Regions from separate parts of the Mus musculus genome. Here region 1 is linked to region 2. A link is a contact called in public Hi-C data. All regions are on one chromosome and are shown on one strand. The core of a region is the stretch at or near the end of the contact, and the rest is flanking DNA. Distances in the headings are between cores, read along the strand shown. Region 1 overlaps Trappc9 (trafficking protein particle complex 9). Region 2 overlaps Trappc9 (trafficking protein particle complex 9).

Region 1 (6,535 bases), core at 1,291-3,790, 89 kb after region 2:
TCTTCCCCCTGCCCTGGGGCAGCCAGACTCTTCCAGAGTGGTAACATCAGTTCCCGCTCACAGGGAGGACATGCAAGGACCACGGTGCTTCATGCACACACAGATGGTTTGATGTCACGGGTGCCTGTGGCTTTTGCCATTCTGCTGGAGTTGCTTGGCAGTTCCCTGATAAGCAGGCGCTGAGCACCCTTCCCTATGATTAACTGGCCACACTTGTATCTCCCTTTGTGAAGTATTTGTTCAAAGCTTCTGGCAGTTTTTAAAATTAGGTCGTTCGTCTTACTACGGAACTGGGAGCTGGGCTCATTCTTCAGGTTCCAAACCTGAGTCTTTAGTCATCCATGTTTGGAGAATATTTTCCCCTGGTCTGATGCCATTGTTTTTCCTAAGAGAATCTTCTGATAAGCAGAGGCAACTCATGTGAAAGAGCTCACGTGATCAATGCCTTGTCGCTCGGTCAGTTCCCTGTGCCCTTGGTCTAAGAAACCTTAGGTCTCAACAATCTACTGAATGCTTCCGCATGTGTTTTGATTGGGTCTCCAGTATGTGGTCACTCAAACCTGCACAGGACTCAGCCTTGCTTCAGAAGGACTCCTGTGTGCTAGTGTCAGCCGTGACAGGGGACAAAGAGAGAGATAAAAGAGAGGCAAACATGTTGACTGCCTCCATCAGGTACTGGGAGACCCCCAGCCCCTCACCTGACAGCCTGCCTCCTGAACATGACAACAGATACTTGTGATGGTGGCCTCAGCTGGGGCCCTTGTGGCTAAATCCAAGAGACAGGAAACTGAGGGCCCAAACCTTGGTCACCGTGCTCCATGGTTCTCATGGGACCTATCACAGATGGAAGACTGGAACAGTCCTGTAATCTAGACTCTCCTTCTTCCTGCCATATGAATGTAACATGGTGGCAAATGGTGAGCCTTCCCTACAGATGGAACTGAAATGACTTCAGACCCTAGAAAGGTTCCCCCGGGAGAAAGCCTGGGCACAGCTGGTTTCTAGCACTGTGTGCCATGGACTTCCAGATGACACAAGTCCTGGAAGCCTGGGGACAAAGCTGTGCCGGGCTAACGTGGGCAGCAACCTTGAGAGGATCTGAGAGAGTACAAAATGGTCCCAGGCAAAATCTTGAGATGCAATCAAATCCCCACACTCATGCCTGAACCCCTGGCCTGCGGCGGGAGGGGGGGGGGCATTAATCAGCACATCCTTGTCCTGATTTTTCAGCAGGCTGAGTAGTCACAACCTCTGAGTCCAGGGCCCAGATGTTTATGCAAATTTCTAGCAGAAGCATCTCGAAGACACTCAAGCTGAGAGGCCTTAGTCATTGGTATCAGCTCACCAGTCCAGTTCCAAATGCAAAGTAAGCGGAGACCCGCTTCGTTCCAACATCAGAAGGAAGGTGGTGGCGTTGTTGGAACAGTCTGGCAGGGCAGAGCAGAGGGCAGCACAGTGCAGTTAGCACACTGAGCCATAGTCCATCAAGTAGCCAGCTCTGCCATTTTGCCTCTTGGAGAAAGAGGGCATAGTCTAATGTTTTTGGTGGCTGGAAAGGCTAAAATGAAGTAATGTGGACATTTAGGAAAGGTCTACAGTTCTCAGTAGGTGTTCAAAACAACAGGGCATTTGACTGTCACTGAAGACATGTGAGAGGTGTGTGTGCGTGTGCACATGAATCATGAATACGGGTGCCCCACGGAGGTCAGAAGGAAGCCTAAGATCCTCTGGAATTGGAATTACAGGGTGGCTGTAACCCACGAGATACGGTTGCTGGGAACTGAACTCCTATCCTATGCAAAAGCAGCAGGCGCTCCTAACATCTGAGCTGTCTCTCCAGCCTCTGTGGATAGACTTTTAAAATCACAGGTTATAACTAAATGAGTCGGCCAGGAATGCCTTTGAAACTGCAAAAAGCGACAGAGCTCTAAAGGCCAAAGCATCATGGGAAGGAGCTTTGGGACACAACTCGCCTGCACACTCTCCAGAATACAAGACACAGACACACTGTGTTTTCTACATAATATCTGCAGCTACCACACAGAGAGATTACATATTCAAAACTACACATAATGTCCACTTAGCCTGACATAGTGGTGCACACAGTAGGACCAGTGAGGTACCTAAAGGCTAGAACAGAAGAGTCACTTGAGTCCCAGAGCAGATCAGCGTGGGCAGCACAGAGCGATGCCTACCTAAAAACACTTCTTTAAGTTTAGAAAATTAAGTTTCTTTTATATACATTAAAAGAGAAAAAGCTAAAAGAGCTAAAACAGATCACTTTCCCAATTCTGCCTGCTTTATAAGGAATTCTTCGCTGGACTGAAATCTTTATGAATTTGTTTTTAAGCTACAGTTCCAAATAGACAGAACCTTGAAAAAAATGTTGAAAACTAAGAAAAGTACTGAATTCAGAAAATGGGACGATAATCTACCTTCAACTGGAAATTCCCAAAAACACGTCATCTAACCCAGGCAATGAGATAAAACAGGAAGTGAACATGCGAAATACAAACAAGGGAAGCAAAACCAGAAACTAAAAAAGAAACCGCCATTGCAGCAGGAAGCCATGGAGGGGGCTGAGGGATCCCCCTGGGCTGAGACTGCGGCTCTGCGGTTCATGAGTGGAGCTCTTTGCCTGCTATGTGTGAATCTGAGGGTTCAATCCCCTGTGCTGGGAAGAGGCAGAGAAGGGAGGGGAAAAGGGAGGAAAAGGTGGAGGTGGAAGAGAAGAGGAGGGGGGAAGGCAAGAGGGATGAGAAGAAAGGAAAGAGAATGGGGGGCGGTGATTTCAGCTCTTTATACAGACACTCTCTATTCATAGGATGAAAGACAATGTGGTTTGTTTTGCTTTTTAGGGAGATTGGAAGAGCTGAGACAGAGCTATGTCGCCTAGGCTAGTCTAGAACTCACTCTGTAACCAGAGTAGCCCTGAACTCTCCACCCTCCTCCTACATCCTACAGAGTGCTGTGGTCACAGGTGCATACCACTATGATGGTTACTATGGCTAAACTCCCCAGATTCGCCTACAGAGGCAATGAAGTCAGCATCCAAATCCTTGCTGGCTTCTTTGAAAAAACTAACAGGTTTATCCTAAACTTCATATGGAAATGGAAGACACCCAGAAGAGTCAGGAAAAAAAAATCTTGAAAAAGATAAATTTCCAACACTAAATTTACCATAAAAGATCAAGCATGGTGACACGTGCTTATAATCCCAGCTCTTGGAAAGCTGGAGCAGAAGGCCCAGACTTTGAGGATAGCCTGGTCTACATAGCAAGTATGAGACCAGCCTGGGCTACATAGACACATCCTGTCAAAAAGCAAACAGTGGAGCTTTGGGCTCAGTGATCTCTCCTGAACCACACCAAAAGCATATGCGGTGTGCTAACATAACATGCAGAGAAACTGGATTCCATCAAAGGAAGAAAGGCATGTCTGTGAAAGACGTCACAAGTGGGCAGGGCCATGGTGGTGGACACTCAGGTGTCTCAGCCACTTGGAGGATGAAATGTGCCCATCCCTCGAGCCTTAGAATTGAAGACCAGTCTGAGCAAGAAAACAAGAGTGTCGTCTCTCTCAAAAGACAAATGAAATGGTGCACGTTCCTGCAGAGCGGAGACCTGACAAGAATGCACCCTCTGGATCACACTAAGAGCTCCTACATCCATACAACATGCAGAGCCAGCGAAGGATTGATGGTCTGGGTGGTACAGTTTGTGTTCAATGTGCATGAGACTCTGAGTTCAATCCCTGGCTCCAAAGACAGTAAAGGCTGCAAAGGACTGTAATGGAAATGTGTGGATGGCCGGTCAGCACAGGAGAAGATGCTCAACAACACGGGGCACGAGGGAAATGCAGATTAAACCAGAGCCACGAATCCCTCCTTCCCTTCTTGCTACTACAGCAGCTGCAGTCAAAGATGCAGGTCCCACCTATTCAGGGCCTCCTGAATGGAGAATGGAGCCCTCAGATCCTGGTGGTAGCCATCCTCAGCAATCTGACAGTGCCTCAAAACGCTGCAGAGTGGGATATGGCCCAAATGTACATCCCACACGGAGTGAAAACACATTCCACAAAACCTGCATGTCAGTGTTCACGGTAGCATCTTTCAACAGCCAGAAGGAGGAGGAGGAGATGGAGGAGGAGGAGGAGGAGGAGGAGGAGGAGGAGGAGGAGGAGGAGGAGGAGGAGGCAGCAGCCCCTGCTGTCCACTGGTGCATAAAAGGAAAAGCCAGACCTATAAAAAAGAGTGGCTAGTATCTGGCCACAGAAAGGAAATAGGTACTGACTTCCACTATGATGGGAACAAACTTGCAAACCTGTGCCAGGCAAGCTAGCTGGGTGCCGAGGGCAGGCACCACCCTCTAGCCAGTGGGCATCCCAGTGTTGGCTGCACCACTCTAGCAATCTTCCAGAGCCTTGAAGCTCTCCCGAATAAAAACCAAGTCTGCTGTGCATAACAAATATGAACTAATAAAAACAATTCCTCACAGGAGGGCCTTGAAGTGTTAAACGCAGAAAGGTTGTGGAGCTCTTCGTGGGACACCTTGCATCCCTACCAATGGTCACCGCTGTCATTGCTCGGAGCGGTGCCGACACTGGAGAGAGCAGCCGGATGAATCATGCGTCAGAGATTAATAAGTGTCTCTTCTCTGACAAGCACTGTGCCTGCACAGAGAGATGAATAAGCCCCCATCCCTTCTCCAGAGTCTGCGTGTATTACCAGACTCGCCTACTGAAAACACAGTTTTAACATTCACCTCAGCTGTAACCTCCTAAGGTAAATACCCTGGAACCTCCAAAAGCAGTGTGCCTGCGGTTCTCTCTGTGTCTGCAGTGCGCCTGCGCTACTCTCCGTGCCTGCATCTGTTTACATTCTGCCTTGTTCTAAAGAAGAATGTAAAATCAATTTTTTAAACACACACAATTTAAGAGCAGTAACAGCCAAAATATAAAAAAAAAAAATCAAGGTGAAAAAAATGAGATTATAGTTAAATAAAACCAGAGGAAGGTTCGATCAGAAAAATGCCTGCCAGGAAGTGGGTGTAATTATTAAGGTATCTGTAGACTTGATGCTAAGGTTCCTAACTGCTAAAGCGGAGAGGGAAAGCCAAGATTCCCCAAGCCCATGAGACCAAAGTGACTTGCAAGTCTCCAAAGAGGAATTCCCAAGTATCCCTCTCACCCCTCCTTAAAAATTACAGCTGCCTGCAGGGCACTGAGGTCTGGCTTCTTTTATCACCTTTTCTGGTTAGAGTGGAGATTTGAAACTCAGCTCAATGGGCAGTGCCTTTCCAAGTTGGGAGGGGGAGGGGAGGGGGTAGAGCAGAGCTGGCCCCCAAGGGGTCTCTGCAGACCCCTGGCTCTGGAATGACTGAGCCCCCCTCACTGTCCTCACAGACTTCCACTCTCCTGGACTCTTAGTCAAGCCACACACCAGAATCCTGTTAGACCAGAAATTTCTCAGTTCTCTCTCTCTCTCCTCTCAATTCCAGAAAGGAATCTAGCAGGTGACCTTCCTTCTCCACCCCCCCCCATTCAATGGTTTCCTTGTAAGAGCTGTGGATCCCCCCACGGTTCCCCCACAGTTCCCCCACGGACTGACTGGCCCTGGAAGCCATTGGCCAGTTGGCCAGCTTTGACCTGTCACAGCATTACCTCAGCCCCTTCCCCAGATGACACCCTTCCCCACTCTCCCACCCTTCTGACTCTGAGCTCAACCTGACAGGAGCACTAGGGATGCAGTCACTCTGGTGCCTACCAGGCTCTTGCAGGGTTTCCTTAGCAACAGCTTCATTAAGGAAACCCATCAAAAAAGAAATCCGAGGAGGAGGAGGCTGTTCTTGCATCTGAACAGAGTAGCCTGCATAAAATCTGAATGGCTTTGCAAAGAAAATTAACCAAAGACAAAGAGGTTGAAAGTCCCCTCTAAAGTCTCATAAAGGAGAATGTTTTAAAGGGCACCAATTGTTCTGGAACTTAGAGATGTGAGGAGGCGGAGGACGGGGCCACGCTGCGACCCTCAGAAGCTGGTCTAGTTTTCCAGACACTTCCTCAGTAGCACTTTCTCGTAAGGTCACCTGCCATTTTCTGTTGAAAACAAAAATGTATTCAGTCCCTCAGGCAGCCTAGGGTGGGGGAGGGGAGCTGCCACCGGGTTGGGCTTTTGGAATCACACAAGCGAGGGAGCGAGGGGGACTGAAAGAACAATGGGAGACTTTGTGAGCTGAGCTGGGTCTCACCCCTCAGTTTCCCTGTCTTTAAAACTGGCTGCAAGTGGTGAGGAAAGGAACTGACGAGACCTTTCTCAGGGTCTGCTCAGCACCAGATGGAGCCGCCACAAGCCCCACCAGCCAGCTACAGGGGAGACAGTCATCGCAGCCTGTGCATCTTTCTTTGTTGCACCTTGCTCTACATTGCAACAGTGCTTATGCTCCTGGGATGAAGGCCTCCCGAGCTGCTCCTCCGCAGAAGGTATCCAATGGGAGCGTGGTCTTTGTTTCTGTAGATCTGACTCACTTGGGAATTGTTT
Region 2 (6,667 bases), core at 1,609-4,108:
TGTGTGTAAGTAACTCGAGGAAAGAAAGTGGAACACAAATCAATACTCAATCAAGCATGTGAGCCCTGGGCTCACATCCCTGAAATGAACCCCAACACTGGTCCCCTCAGCTCTTTGCATGAGTACAGTCACACTTCCTCTGTCACTCCCAAGATGGGGCCAGGGTTCAATTTTGTGAGGTAAAATGGAGCTATATAACATCTCAGTACACCAGCCTAGGACCAGGGAAGTGCTTCGGTGTGGGACACAAAGGTGGCTCCAAGTCACTACACCCGACCCACTCAGCCGACAGCAAACTGCCAGCACACAGAAATGGATAGCCTTGGCTCTGGGAGATGTGGCCTCTGCTCTGGAAAGGATAAAGGCCTGGTTGAGGAGAGGGGCAGGGTTGGACAAAACCAGAAGGGTTTCTAAGACTGTTCCGGAGGAGAAGCCAGCTTCCACTCAATACGAAGATTCCTGAAGAACTGCTGCTCCTGTTGAACACCAAACAGGCTCGATAACTGTCTGCTGAATTAATCAGCTACCTAGAACTAAAATAAAACTCACTATCCTCTTAGAGTCCCAGATTTGCAAAAAACAAACAAAAAAAAAAACAAAACAAAATACGAAACAGTTCTCTCAACCACCTGTCCTGTCAATCAAGATGAATAACTAACAGGGCAGAGGGAATACCTCGGAAAACTATAAACATGGTATACTCAAACTATAAACATGGCGTGCTCTTCTTGTCTACTCGGGTGGCTTTTTGTTTCTTAAAAAGGTTTCCTCTGAGACCACAGTTGTGTTTAAATGAACTATGAAGGTCCCAGGGCTTCCACACCCTGCCTCAGCGCTGTCTGGGGACACCGCCTGTACAAGCTGGGCAGGTGCATCCATGATGAGGAGACCATAGAACCATGTGACCAAATCCACATGGTTCCTGTCCCCACGAACTTTCATACTTCAGGCAATAGAAATGGGGATAGCCAGGGTCCCGCAAGCAGCTGCGCAATAGGCTCCTCCCTATGCCCACTTGTTGAACCCTAGACAAGGCCTGTGAAATGGTGCCTACTTTAGCCTTGTTGAACCATGCACAAGGCCTGTGAAATGGTACCCACTTCAGCCTTAAGTGGTGGTCTTCTTTCCTCATTTCAGTTTCCTGGCAGAGACACAACACACCAAGCATGCAAACGACCTTCTGGAAAAGTAACATTAAAAACTCTCTCCAACCCTAACTCCTGCATCCCCACCCCCCATCTCATTTCCTTCTGATCTGTACCCCCAGTGAGCCAGGCACACACTGTTTGTGAGGCATGTCACCCTGTCTAGAGATCAGCTTGTATTGCTGACTGCTCCAGCAGGACCCCAGAATTTGCTATTAAAATGCCAAACTAGACAAAACACCACCGCCATCCTGTCCGTGTGCAAGTAGGCACTAGGCTGGATATCATTTGTGAGTTTTGACATCTTCTGAGCAAGCACAGCTGCAGGTCCATTTTCTGTGGTCAGTCACACGGAGCTAAAACAACACAAGGTATTCAGTCAGCCAGAGCTCTGTGAGCATCTGCCTGACTCCCACGCTGAACTGTGAGCTCCTGGGGACGGGCGCCATGCGTTATTCGTGTGCTGGCACAGCAACCTCATAGAATGTAAATAAATGCCGGGCTGTTGAAGAACACATAATCAAGCAAAGTAAGTGTAAGCTGCCAGGTATAGTGGGAGCGACATGGCTAGTCCTTCTGAAAGGAACTGGGAAAGCCCTTACCCAAAAGTAATGCGCACTGTACCCAGGGATGAAGGCCAGAGCTGTAGATCAAGGAAGGCATCAGGGGTCAGCCAGATTCTAAGCACATGGATATGTTCACAGACAGACAGGTGGGGGCCTGGGTCAGACACACATGGGGCCCCCGTGACCAGCATGAGCCAAGGTGGGGAGACGCTGCTTGACACAGGTTTGTGGAGGAGCTGGGTAAGAAGAGGAAATGGTGAACAGAGAACAGACGGGTACCCAGCAGAGACAGCAGAAAAGGCAAGAGTGAGATTTCCCTATGGCCTCTGTCCTGGCCTCTGCTTTTGTGGATATGCTGTGCTGCACACAGTCCAGTGTGCTGCCACACTCCAAGCTCCCTGGGGACCCCAACTTGCTGCCAACCGGCTCCTTAAAGCTCTGTCTAGAAATCAGTACCAGATAAAGACCATATATATGTAAGCCAGAAAAACAAAAACAGGTCTGCAGCAAGTAACAGGTAAATAAAAAAGTAAAAATAAAAATAAAGTCCCCGGGTTAAAATAAAGCAAAAGCAAGGTATAATGGTTCACACTAAGACACCCCATCCCACTCCACCCCACCCTGGGCATAGGAGGCTGAGAGCAGCAGGAGGATTGCCAAATGAGGCTAGCCTGGGCTACATCATGAGTTCTAGGCTAGCCTGGATAACAGAAAAAGAGCATGTCTCAAAAATAATAAGAAAGAAAGAAGGTGTTGGAGTGTAGCCTAGGGTTAGAGCACTTGCCTGGCATATACAAGGTCCTGGGTCCAATACCTAGCAACACACACACACACACACACACAGAGAGAGAGAGAGAGAGAGAGAGAGAGAGAGAGAGAGAGAGAGAGAGAGAGAGAGAGAGAGAGAGAGAGAGAGAGAGAGAGAAAGTAAAAAACAGGAAGCAGAATGAACAGAAATGTGTGTAGCTCAGCATGGTCAAGGGCCTAAGTTTGATCCTTAGCACCATCAAATGACAACTGAGTACTGGGCTAAGAGATGCCCAGGAAGGCAGCAAACCAAGTGTTTCATAAGATAACAGTGGCGGCGGCGGCGGCGGCAGCCTGCAGGAAGCGCTCCTGTTTCCTGAGCACTTGACAGTGTAGGGCTGTGCACAGCTGTGCCTGCTGCCTCCTGTGTGTCACCACAAGCAGAAGAGTGGCACAGAACCATCTCAAATGTGAGCAAAGGCTGCCATCAAAGCAAGGAACGCGGTGCGGTGAGCCAGCCCCTAAACGGCAAGGCCGCTTGAAACCCAAGTAGGTGAGCCTATGTAGGCTGTAATGTCCACTGAGGCTAGTCTGACCTTGGAGCCTTCCCACATGTTCACACTGAGCCACAGGAACCTGCTCTCAGCAACACATCTACCCGCAAGAAGCAAATACGCAGGGCCCTCCTCACTTCCCATGACTCTGGGCTCTCTGACGACACAAAGCAGAAACCAGTCTACAATATTGATTTTTTTTTTTAAACTCTCACCCTGCAAGGCCATAATGTTAAAAACAGTAATTATATAAAAATAGCATAACGACTCAGAAGCGGGCTGGGCCCAAAAGACAGGAAATCAGTGGGGTGACTGACGTCTGCATGGTACATTGCCATCTCATTACTGGACTCCTGGGTCCTGTGACTGCTCTGGCCCCAGGTTCCATGTGGACAGGAACAGGGGTCGGGGGAGGGCTGCCTGCTCCACTCCCTAGCAGAAGAGCTGTTCTTCTCTACCTCCCACTGCTACTGTTTCAAGGCTCCACCACGTGGTCTTACATACCCAGAAGCATTCAACTTCACCATGCTAGAAATGTACTTTCTAAGGACAAGGAGGAAGGCCCACCATCTTAGGAAGAAGAGCTGGAGCAAGAAGGCCTATACAGATGCCTGCCTTCCTCAAGTGTGGCTCACGCAATGGTGTTTTTGAAGTCAGCTTGACAAACCCTTGTGTGAGTTACTAGACCTGGCAGACCATGGGGCTGGTTGACTTCATGCATTCTAAGCCAGCAAAGCAGTGGTCACTGCTTGCCTGAGAGGTGCCAGGCAAGGCTCCGGCTACTCCCGAGATGTGGGCATCTGCTCTGGAAGTTTGAGAAGAGAGAGCACCCAGAGGAGATCACTACGCCGCCTTGCTGAACACAGGACAGGTCAAGCAGTCGAAAGTGAGCAGGAGCGACAACAGTGAGAGAGTGCACAGGCTGGACTGTCACCCACACGCTCCAACAGGGGATCGTATGGGGAGAGCAGAGCGTCACCAACCACCCATGCCCCGCACAACTGAAGGCCAATAACCAAGTCCCATGAGAAGCCCTGCGTGCAGCCCAGCCCTTCCTTACCAAGCATGTGGCTTACCTGAGAGGTGTCTTACTGCACTACTGACTTCTGTATTAAGTTCTGGAGATTAAAGAATGACACATTCAAGTAACGAGCAAACCCATGGGAAGGGAACAGCTGATTTCCTGCCAGTGCCAAGTGATGAAAGTATTTCTAAGACACAGCTCAGGTGTAATTTGGAGTGAAAAGAAGGCTCTGTGGCCGCAGCAACACAGAAGCTGAACGGCCCAGGCATCGGAGCTGGCGCTGATTTCATGCTCTACAAGTCGGCCTCTCTGTTCTCATCTCTTCCCTGCATTACTGGCTGCAGAATGGAATGACCAAAGGGGTTTTTCAAAATCCAACAGGGTGGTCTGCGTTCTAGGAACACCACCGATGAGAATCAGTAACATAGTCTGTGCCCCTCGCCGCTCCCCGCAGCAGCGTCTGGGATGGTGGTGACCATGTCAAGTCTGATGACACTTAGTGTCATCAGTGAAGCCGGGGATTTCACACTAAGAACGGAATGGACGCTGCTTTAAACCTTCACCATCTGAGAAGCTTCTCATTGCAGGAACACTGCACTGTGCATGTAAGAAAAGCAAGGGACACACAGCATCTCACCCACCAAAGCCCAGCAGAGACGTCACTTTCTGATAAAACACTCAACTCTCAGCAAGCGTGTATACTGCAGCCGTCGGCATGACAGACATGATGGGTGTGACTTCTAAAAAGCAATCTGTCGGATATAGGGGGTTTTGTTGTTGTTGTAGTTTTGTAGGTTTTTTGGGTTGGGTTGGGTTTTTTCAAGACAGGGTTTCTGTGTATATTCCTGACTGTCCTGGAACTCACTCTGTAGATCAGGCTGGCCTCGAACTCAGAAATCTGCCTGCCTCTGCCTCTCAAGTGCAGGGATTAAAGGTGTGCGCCACCACCGCCCAGCAGATGTAGTCTTTTAAATTTCTTCTGTGAAGGTCAATTTTTAAACTCCCATAGGCAGGTGTCCTTAGACTCATAAACTAAAGAACGTCAGTGGTCACCTGGATGGCATGGCCAAGCAGTCAGTCATAAGAAAGTAGAAGGGACTGTCCAGTTCCGCTTTGCCCGGAAGTGCCATCAGTTTGTACCTGTGGTGTTTACTGAGTGTCACGGGAACTATACATGGATGATTAATTAACACAAATCAACACAGCAGAGCTTCAAAGCTTGGAAAGGGTGAAATTAAGTATAAGCACATTTGGATTCAGTATAAGTGAACTGATAATTTTATTAACTTTTGACTGTTTAAAATATTACAGGAAACTAGGGCATCTTCATATTTATGATTAAAAGCATCAGATGTGATGTCAGGAGATGGCATGTGGCCAGTGGAGGTGTCTCTGACAAGATATTTCCCAAAAGTCATACACTAAGTTTCCTTAATGTTAAAAGGAAGTATTTGCAGAATCTGGCTTCCGGGTTTTCTATTTTGTCCATGAGTCTAGGAGATAAGCATGGATCATTCCTGAATTTAAACTAAATTCTGCCTTTTGACTGTCTTAGTAACTACTTCTGAATTACAAACATATGTTGCTTGACACAATTTGATATACTATTTACCCTTTGCTTCATAGAGCAAATATATTAAAATAATGTTGAACATTAACAAGTATTTTCACATATTTGACATGGGTGCTCAAGCACCTACATGGGAACTAAAAACTGGCCTCTACTTTTAAATAATTTGTTATAAAACTTGGCAATAAAAAATAAATAGTTTGGTGGTGCTTAAAATAATAAATCAATTCAAAGAGTGAGGAAACTGTCCCGGGGAGATGACTCTACAAGTAAAACACATGCTGCAAAGCATGTGGACCTCCATCCAAATCTACAGAATCCATGTAAAGCCAGGCATCGTGACATGTGTGTATATAACCCCCGGTGCTCCTGCAAAACAGTGGGAGGCAGGCACAGAGGTAGGAGGCAGGCATGGAGGTAGGAGGCAGGCACAGAGATAGGAGGCAGGCACAGAGGTAGGAGGCAGGCACAGAGGTAGGAGGCAGGCATGGAGGTAGGAAGCAGGCACAGAGGTAGGAGGCAGGCATGGAGGTAGGAGGCAGGCATGGAGGTAGGAGGCAGGCACAGAGATGAGACACAGGCACTGGAGAATCCTTAGAAGTTCAGAGGCCAGCTGGTACAGTGTACTTACAACAGCAGACAATGTAAGAGTGGAAGGAAGGTTAGAACCAACACTTGGGGTTGTCCTCTGACTTCCACACCTGTGTCCACATGAACACATACCCATACACACATATGCCATAAATACATACATATACACATTATATGTACACAAACATAAGTTTTTTTTTTTTTAATTGAAAAACTGGGCCCTGTCGATAGGCTCAGTGGTCAAGAGCACTTGTTGTTTTCGCAGAGGATGAGGGTTTGACTACCAGCAACAGTACCAGGTTGCTTACAACTGCCTATGACTCCAGCTCCAGGGGCCCTGGTCCTCCCTTCTGGCCTCCATAGGTACCAACCCCTACACATCCATCCACACACACTTGCAGGAGTACACACACACACACACACACACTCACACACACACACACACACACACACACACACACAAATGAATT

Evidence for each region. A called contact is a pair of places that touch in the nucleus more often than the background predicts.
Region 1: a Hi-C map of granulocyte-monocyte progenitors shows a contact between it and region 2, with 2.7 times the contacts expected there. The contact joins two enhancer-like sites. A contact is called at or near these places in 1 of 39 promoter capture datasets (the C10 cell line), 2 of 15 datasets of contacts at CTCF or cohesin (large pre-B cells and pro-B cells), 30 of 484 Hi-C or Micro-C datasets (the C10 cell line, ECoMG myeloid progenitors, the G1E-ER4 cell line and 22 more), 7 of 115 datasets of contacts at active chromatin or transcription factors (DN3 thymocytes, the HPC-7 cell line, cardiomyocytes and 4 more) and 1 of 9 other capture datasets (embryonic stem cells).

The regions. Positions count from the first base shown.
Region 1 is chr15:73,015,306-73,021,840 of GRCm38.p6, forward strand. The region is part of intron 6 of Trappc9 (trafficking protein particle complex 9); the gene reads right to left. Among named protein-coding and RNA genes, the nearest start is that of Trappc9, 43 kb to the right of the region's middle. RefSeq lists an enhancer at 5,114-6,535. Within about 2 kb of position 2,541, at least 16 of the 459 cell types and tissues checked have an H3K27ac peak or open chromatin away from gene starts, as enhancers often do. A contact at or near this core is called in bone marrow-derived macrophages and granulocyte-monocyte progenitors, where this site is marked.
Region 2 is chr15:72,926,078-72,932,744 of GRCm38.p6, forward strand. All of the region lies in intron 14 of Trappc9 (trafficking protein particle complex 9), which reads right to left. Among named protein-coding and RNA genes, the nearest start is that of Gm31665, 43 kb to the right of the region's middle. Within about 2 kb of position 2,859, at least 102 of the 459 cell types and tissues checked have an H3K27ac peak or open chromatin away from gene starts, as enhancers often do. A contact at or near this core is called in bone marrow-derived macrophages and granulocyte-monocyte progenitors, where this site is marked.